Linked DNA regions of Nomascus leucogenys: region 2 is linked to region 1. A link is a contact called in public Hi-C data. All regions are on one chromosome and are shown on one strand. The core of a region is the stretch at or near the end of the contact, and the rest is flanking DNA. Distances in the headings are between cores, read along the strand shown.

The links. Hi-C and Micro-C count contacts between places; a contact is called where the count stands out from the background.
Region 2: a Hi-C map of a lymphoblastoid cell line shows a contact between it and region 1, with 3 times the contacts expected there. The contact joins two enhancer-like sites. A contact is called at or near these places in 4 of 4 Hi-C or Micro-C datasets (a lymphoblastoid cell line and an unstated tissue).

Annotation. Positions count from the first base shown.
Region 1 is chr5:55,885,604-55,889,814 of Asia_NLE_v1, forward strand. No RefSeq gene overlaps it. Among named protein-coding and RNA genes, the nearest start is that of NFASC, 23 kb to the left of the region's middle. Within about 2 kb of position 2,183, the one cell type or tissue checked has an H3K27ac peak away from gene starts, as active enhancers do. A contact at or near this core is called in a lymphoblastoid cell line, where this site is marked.
Region 2 is chr5:56,108,484-56,112,694 of Asia_NLE_v1, forward strand. No RefSeq gene overlaps it. Among named protein-coding and RNA genes, the nearest start is that of MDM4, 66 kb to the right of the region's middle. Within about 2 kb of position 2,103, the one cell type or tissue checked has an H3K27ac peak away from gene starts, as active enhancers do. A contact at or near this core is called in a lymphoblastoid cell line, where this site is marked.

The sequences.
Region 1 (4,211 bases), core at 933-3,432:
CTGCGAAGCATCCCACTACCATCTCACATGCGTATACACACAAATGGTTATGTGTACGCCTCCAGCAGTTCTCTATCCTCTTCCCTTCCTGAAATGATTCTCAAATGTAACCATATCTCCCAAAGGGGCATATCACACTTTCCTGGGGTGAGTGGTTGGGGAAGACTGTGGTTTGTAAAATCTCCCCAGGTGATTCTGAATGATGACTCCATTCTTCAGAGAGGCACCCCACCTTCACCCCAGTACCTAGAGAATCCCTGGGCACTTTACACAGATTGGAGCATACTACACATAGTATTTTGTAAACTGCTTTTCACATTCTACATCATCCTACCTACTGGCTGCATAGTATTACATTTTTGGATTTGGTGTACACAAGATTTAAAACTAATTCCATGTAGATATTATTTAGCTCTTTCTGTCAAAAAATATCAAATGTTGTGGTGGCCAACTTTGTATGTACAAAATTAGCACTTTATATATTCCTTTTAGTGGAATTTCTGGATCAGTGGGTTTGAACATTTAAAAAATTGAAAATAAAATTCATATACTCTCTAGGAAGATTATGGATTTATATTTTTATCAACACTCAAGCAACAAACAGTGCATCAGGTATTGTTTAGACTAGAGTATCCCCAACACCCTTTAGCCTTTATTTATTTTGAGACAGGGTCTTGCTCTGTCACCCAGGCTGGAGTGCAGTGGTATGATTACAGCTTACTGCAACCTAGACCTCCTGGGCTCAAGGGATCCTTGTGCCTCAGCCTCTTAAGTAGCTGGAACCACAGATGTGCACAACCACACCCAGCTAATTCTTTGTTTTTTATTTGTAGAGACAAGATCTCACTACGTTGTCAGGCTGGTCTCAAACTCCTGGACTCAAGGAATCTCCCTGCCTCAGCCTCCCAAAGTGCTGGGATTACAGGTGTGAGCCACCATGCCTGGCCCTCCTTAACTTTTAAAATTAAGTTCCAAAAGTCTTTAACAAAATACTGCCCTTTGGCTTTTGATCTCAAGCAAAATGCTAACGCTACTCATTTACTGAATAGGTTGCCGGAACTGCCCAGAGTCCACTTTCTCCTTTTTCCTCCCAATTATCAAGGCCGTTTGCTTCTCTTTGCTGCCGCCTTGTGCTAGAACAGGAGAAGTTCACTGTAAGAGAAACAGCAATTGACAACACCTTACTTCCAGGGCACAGAGGGGCCTGCAGTCAGATCCTGACTGTCTGCCCTATATAGATCTGGGCCACAGAGAGAGACAGAGCTCTGTGCTTCAGTGCAAAAGGAACTTGGTACAGAGCCCAGAGGAGGCCTTGAAGTGATGAGACTGGGCATCAGAGACCTGGATTCTAGATCCTAGATCTGAATCTGCCCCTAATTTGCTGTTGGGCAAATTTGTTCTTTGTCCTCTGTTTCTTCTCAGTGAACTGAGGGCTAGATTTTTGTTTTGTAAACAATACAAAACAAAATTCATGGTGACCCATTAATGAACTGTGAATTCTAGTTATTAAGTTGTGGCAAGTTGTTTTTTTTTTTTTTAGAATTGAAAGTAATGGAAGTGTCAAAATACGCTATACGCTATGCATAGTAAGGGTAAGTATTGTTTCCTGAGCCCTTTCAACGCAGGGGTGTCCTGGGCTGTTGCGTTGTAAAATGCACTGCTTACTGATAGGCTTGGTCAGTACCGTTTGAAGGCCACAGGCTCAGGGGAGCTCCAGGGTCCTCCTAGCTGGAGCTTTTAGTTGTTAGTTGGACTATTCACTATTCGTGGTGAGAAGGCCCCACCAAATGGAGGAAGGTCTGGGGCTGTGCTGCTGAGGTCTTTTCTTTCCCTCCTCTTCTTACCTGCTCTAAAGTGACAGGAAGCCCCAGGCTCTAATGCAGGTGACTGGTGAGTTTCCCACTGAGCCCCAAAGCAAAAACAACACACAACAAACTACAGTTCTTAAGTCGGAATTCTCGGGGGGTGCCCAGCAGGGGGTTGGCAGTGCAGGTGCAGGTGCCACTGACCCGGCAGAGGCACTAGGTGGCGCTACAGTGCCGGGCTCATCACTATGCCGCAGGCACTGCAGAGGGCAGTGGGAAACCACGATTCTGGGATGGACAAGGGGCAGCGGGGCTTGAGGTCCTGGGTACTCTGGCCCGGCTCTCCTTGGGTTCCAAAAGGCTGGAGTGGAAGGTGAAGATTGTTTCACCTGCTCAGGGGTCTCTGATCCTGGCGCGGAGCTGGTGAGCTCTCTAGTGGATCTAGCTCCCGGGCAGCCGCAGATGGCAGAAGCTGCCATTAGGGGGCAGCAGGACACTGGTGTTGGGAGAGCGGGGCCAGGCTTCGCCGGGAGGAACGCGGGTAAAGGGAGTCAAAGGCCTCAGGCACAGGAAGCCTCCAGAACAGAGCAGCCTCGCTTGCTCTCTCCGAGGGCTCCAAATGGAGGACAGAGTCCAACTTCCAAAACAGGGGCCCTCCCAGTGGTGTCCTGGAGCTGGCTCATACCAGACCTGATGGTTAAGTTTTCACAAAATTTGCAAGCCGTTTGTTTAAAGCCATCGTTTAAGACTTAGAATTCTTTGAGTTCCGTGTGTGTCCTGGATATTAACCGCTTGTCAGATGCGAAGTGTGTGAATGTTTTCTCCTATTCTGTAGGTCGTCACTTCACTCTGCTGATCATTTCCTTTGTTGTGCAGGAGCTTGTTAGTTTAATGGAATCCTATTTGCCTGTTTTTGCTTTTGCTGCATGTGCTTTTTTGGTCTTATTCAAAAAATCCTTGCCCAGACCAATGTCATGAAGGGGTTCCCCTATTTTCTTCCAGTAGTTTCATAGTTTTGGGCCTTACATTGGTTTTTAATCCATCTCTATTTGATTTTTGGATATGGTGAGAGATAGGGAGTCTGGTTTCATTTTTCTGCATATGAATATCCAGTTTTCTCAGCACCCTTTATTGGAGAGATTGGCCTTTGCCCAGTCTGTGTTCTTGATGCCTTTGATGAAAGTCAGTTGGCTGTAAGAGCATAGATTTATTCTTGGTCTCTCTATTTTGTTCTGTTGTTTTGTGTGTCTGTTTTTCTGCCAGTAAGTACCATGCTGTTTTGATTGCTATTGCTTTGTAGTGCATTTTACATTTGTAGTATAGTCAGATAGTGTGATGCTTCCAGCCTTATTCCCTTTTTTTTTTAAACAGGTGGGGTCTCACTCTGTTGCTCAGGTTGGAGCACAGTGGCACGATCATAAGTCACTGAAAAATTCCTGGGCTTAGGTGATCCTCCTGCCTCAGTCTCCTGAGTAGCTGGGACTACAGGCATGTGCCACCACTCCTGGCTAATTTATTTTTTATTTTTTTTTTAGAGATGGGGGTCTCAATGTTGCCTAGGCTGACCTCAAACTCCTAGCCTCAAGTGATCCTCCCTAAATGCTGAGATAACAGTCATGAGTCACCACACTTAATAAATTATAGTAAGCCCATGTGATAGAGTAACTATTAACACAGTGAAAAAGAATGAGATGACTTTCATAAAATGGTAAGGATGAAATCCAAGATACATTGTAACTTAAAAAAGCAGAGTCATTCCTAAAATTGAAACTACTTCTAAATATGTACAACTATTATGTATCCATAATAATTAAAAATAAATTTAGGATTAAATAAAAAAATTAAAAAAGCAAAAGTCAAAAAGAAAAACTAGTACTAGACAACTAATCAAATATTTTAAAATAAAATTGAACCTATACAAGTACCAAAAGAAAATCTGGGAGCATATTTTTATAATCTTGAAGTGTGCACAATCTAAGTATGGTTCAAACCCTGAAGTCATAAAAGAAAAGACTGATAAGCTCAGATCATACATTTCTACTATGGTAGCAAAAACCACCATAAAAAAGTAAAAGCGTGAATGACAGAGTGAGAAAATATTTGTAACATCATAAACAAAAGGTTACTTTAATAAATAAAAGCTCCTACCAGTCAATAAGGAAAAGATCAACAAGCTGGGTATTGTGGCACATACTTGTAGTCCAAGCTACTGGGGAGGCCAAGATGGGAGGATTGCTTGAGGCCAAGTGCTTGAGGCCACAGTGTCCTATGACTGCACTTGTGAATAGCCACTTCACTCCAGTCTGAGCAACATAGCAAGACCCCATCTCTTTAAAAAAACCAACAAGATATAGAACACTATGTGTAGTATGTGGTTATTTGCGTTAAAATATAAGCTTTCATATC
Region 2 (4,211 bases), core at 853-3,352, 220 kb after region 1:
GCTAGATGGACATTGTGAATAGGCAGACAAGGCCCCTGACCTCAAGGGGTTTCCAGTTCACGAGAGGAAGCACTTCAGAGGTTCCAACTATTTGCAAATTCACTGTTATAGAAACCATCTGAAAAGGATTTGTTATTAACACTTTAATAGCTACCATTTGTTGAGAGCTTATTATGTCAGTACTAGATGCCTTACAATTTTGATCTCATTATCTCTGCATAACACCCTGAAAAAATACGGTTAAGTCTTGGTCACATGGCTGGTGGGCAGTGGCCAGGATTCAAACCAGATCCATTTACCTTCAGCACAAATTCCCAGTCTCCTCTGCTCCCTGCCTCAGTGACAGGGGCCATTTCAGGACCATGAGACATGGCAAACTGGAGCCACCAAGACAGATTTTAAAGTCTAGAAAGCCAGATAGAAAAGGGTATGCAGGCCAGGTATGGTGGCTCACAACTGTAATCCCAGCACTTTGGGAGGCCAAGGTGAGAGGATTGCCTGAGTCCAGAAGTTCGAGACCAGCCTGGGCAACATAGTGAGACTCTGTCAACAAAATAATTTTAAAAAGACAAAATTAGCCAGGCATCGTGGTGCACACCTGTGGTCCTGGCTACTCTGGAGGCTGAGGTGGGTGGATGGCTTCAACCTGGGAGGTCGAGCCTTCAGTGAGCCTTGATCACTTGATCATGCCACTTGGGCTTCAGCCTGGGCAAGACCCTGTCTCAAAAAAAAAAAAAAAAAGAGAGAGAGAGAGAAAAGAAAGAAAGAAAAGAGAAAAGTGGGAGGAATGTAGGCCACTGACCAGATATCCAGCAGGAAGCCAAGAGTGAAGTTGTTTGCAGTGTTAGGGAAGGTAGTGGGGCCAGGGCTGGGGCAGAAGGGTGGTCACTGTCACAAATGTGTTCTGAGCTGCCCATGAGAAGGAAGAAATAGAGAAAAAGCAAAAACATTTAAGAAATGGAGACAGAAAGAAGAGTGCTTTGATGTAGATTGGAATGGCTGCAGCTGCGGCCAGAAAGGAGCACATCCTCTCCCCAGAGGTGAGTCTATTAAAGAAGGTTCCACACAGTGAGAGGGGAGCACAGAGGGGAATGAGCTTGTGCTGCAAACCAAATCTCAGGGGACTCCAAGAACACACGGAAATCAGGAGATCTCATGGGTTGTTGTAAAGGGCTACTGAGATGGCCTCCTTCCAGAAGAAATCAACAGAAAGGCTCCTGCTTCTTGGTGACCCAGAAGCCCGGGATAGGCTGGGTGTGGAGGGAAAGGGAAGCCGTGGAAGTCAAACTGGAGACTATTAGGAGCTTGGATCACTGGATTAACTTTGCAAAGTGAATTAAGTAATGAAGCTGGATGCAGATGGTGGAGCAACCGCGGTAGTTTGTGAATGTGAGGGACTAGTTTCTGCACTTCCAACAGCTGGCTGAACAGGTTAAATGCTCCACTCAAAGCCCAGGTCACTCCCATTGGTGGTGACATCCTGGCCCCTTCAGTGACAGAGGCAGGGGATCACCATGGAGAAACACCAGGGAAGCTGAAGCTGATTTCCATTCACGATCTGGTTGTGTGCTTTGGTTCAGACATTTTTTTTGGTTCAGAAACTTCCAGGGGAAAATACCAGGCTAGGAGTCCAGAGGCCTGAGTGAGTTCCGGGACTCCTGCAAGTCACAGGAGTGGACGCATGCCACTTACCCGTGTCCTCAGCTGGAAAGTGAGAATGATGGTGCCACCCTCTCCTTCTCTGGCCTCCCCTGCCCGGTTTTCTCAGTGCCCTCCTCCAGACAGAGGGGGCTAGGAAAGCGCCTGCTTCGCAGGGCAGTGGTGAGGGTCCAAGGAGGCAGCGCACAGTAAACTCCCTCCGAGGGAGGCTCGCGGTCAGCGCTCAGCGTCGTTGTTGCTGCTGCTTCTGCTGTTGTTTTTAGGCTAATTGGAGATAATAGATGTGAAAGTGTTTTCAGAAATACAAAGCACTCTATGTTCCAATAAAAGGTGTGGTTTCCATTCTTCCCTCTTCCTGTTTCATTTCTCAAAACTCCCCTCTGCACACCAGGCAGCTGCTGGACTGAGCTATTGAACATGTCCCATCTCCCACGGGCTCCCCTACCTCCAGCGCCCCCATCCTCTCCCCTTCACCTGGCTGACCGCCTCCTTCCTGGCACACAAAGCCCAACCCTGCTTCCTCTCCCCTGGGAGCCTCCTCCTCTGGGTTTCACCAGCACCCGTTGACTGTTGGCTGCACATACTGCAATTTTCTGTGCTTTCTGTTTTGGTTTTGTTTTGTCTTTTTCAGTCTTTTTCCTGCACTCTCCCCACCCTGACGTAAGTTTCTTGGGCATAGACAGGGTGTCTAATTTGTCACTGCATGCCCAGAATCTAGTAAAGTCCAGGCATATTATTGTAAGCCCAGCAAATGTACGTGGATTTGAATGAATGAGGAAATGAGATCATGTGTATGAAGTCACCTTTTATGGTCTTAGAAATAACCATCATTAAGAGCTCACTCAACAATATTCATTGATCACCTACTAATCTTTGAAAGGCCTCTACCAGGTACCTAGGGCAACACATAATAGGGTCTCTGCTCTCAAGGACTTTTCAAGGGAATGAGGGAGAATCCCTAGTGGAATTTTACGACCTACAGATGACAGTAACATAAATGTAGTAACATACGTATGTGCCCTAAAAGAGGCCAGGCTGCCTGTTGCAGAAGTACAGTCAGGGACAGCTCCCCAGGGGCTTCAGGAGGCTCCTAAAGGAGGAGCTGACTTGAGCTCTGCCTTGTCCAGCCTCCCCACAGCCCTGGGCCCTTCACGTCCTCTCTTCCTTCAGATTTGGGATGACTCAAGAGAGCTTGTGTCCTGCCCCCAGCCGCTCCTGAGGGGCCAGCAGCTCCCTGGGCCTCTCGGAGGCCACTACCTGGCAAACCTGGGGAGTCCTTGATCTGAGGCCCCCACAGGGTCACACCTGCTACAACTCCATCTGGCCAAGGCCTCAAGGCAGCAGAGGCTGAGGGATTTGGAGTCTACCAAACCCTGGTTTGAGTCCTGGCTCTGCCACTTGCCGGGTATGTGAAGACATAATTACACTTTACCCAGGCCCCAAATTTCTCGTGTATAAAATGAGGCCAGGCCAGATGTGGTGGCTCATGCCTGTAATCCCAGCACCTTGGGAGGCTGAAGCAGGAGGATCACTTGAGGCCAGGAGTTCAAGACCAGCCTAGGCAACATAGCAAGACCTTGTTTATACACAAAATCAAACATTTAGCCAGGTGCGGTAGCACACGCCTGTGGTCCCAGCTACTTGGGAGGCTGAGGTGGGAGAATTGAGGAGCCCAAGATGTCGAGGTTGCAGTGAGCTGTAATGGTGCCACTGCATTCTAGCCTGGGTGACAAGAGTGAGATCCTGCCTCAAAAAAACAAACACATGACATAAATAAAATGAGGACAATAATAGCCATTAGTGAGATGGTGACACTTCACTGAAACAACAGATATGGAGAACCTGGAACATTCTTTTAAAAGCCTTCAATAAATGTAAACCATTTTTCGCTCTAGGACCTATAAAGCTGCAGTGCTTTGCAGCCAGCGGTGGGTGCACTCTAGGCCTCATGGGTGTGTTAGTCAGACATCTTACAGGGCCCTGCCCCGCCCTCCGGTCTGGGAATCCTCCTGGGATCCCAGAAAAATGATGCAGGTTAGTAAAACTCAGACCTTCTAAATTTTATAGACACATTTAAGAATCTCTCAGGGTCAAGAACTAGTTGTAATTAAATTATAAATGTCCGGAAAAGAGAGAATGACCTCATTTTAGCCTCTGACCCCATGAGGCACAAGAAGGCAGGTATAGTTACCCCAGATGAGGAAACCAGGCCCAGAGAAGGGAAGTGTTTTGGCCAAGGGCACACAGTGCATGAGGGGCAGAACCCAGACTAAGTCTGCCCTTTCTTCTCTGCATAGTTACCAACTAATAGGCTGGGCGCCCAGAGGGGCCCCTTCTTGCCTAGGGACCAGTCTGCCTTTGTAGGACTAACAAATTAGCTACAAGATTAGAAAGTACAGTTAAGGGGTCATGTCGCCTCTGGCTCCAAGAGTCTGAACCTCCCCAAATCGTTCCTGGGAATAACATCACTATTGTAAAACCTAAGATCTGTGCTTGAGATATTTTGCAGACCCTGCACTCAATGGATTAGCTCACACCACCAAGACAAGTAA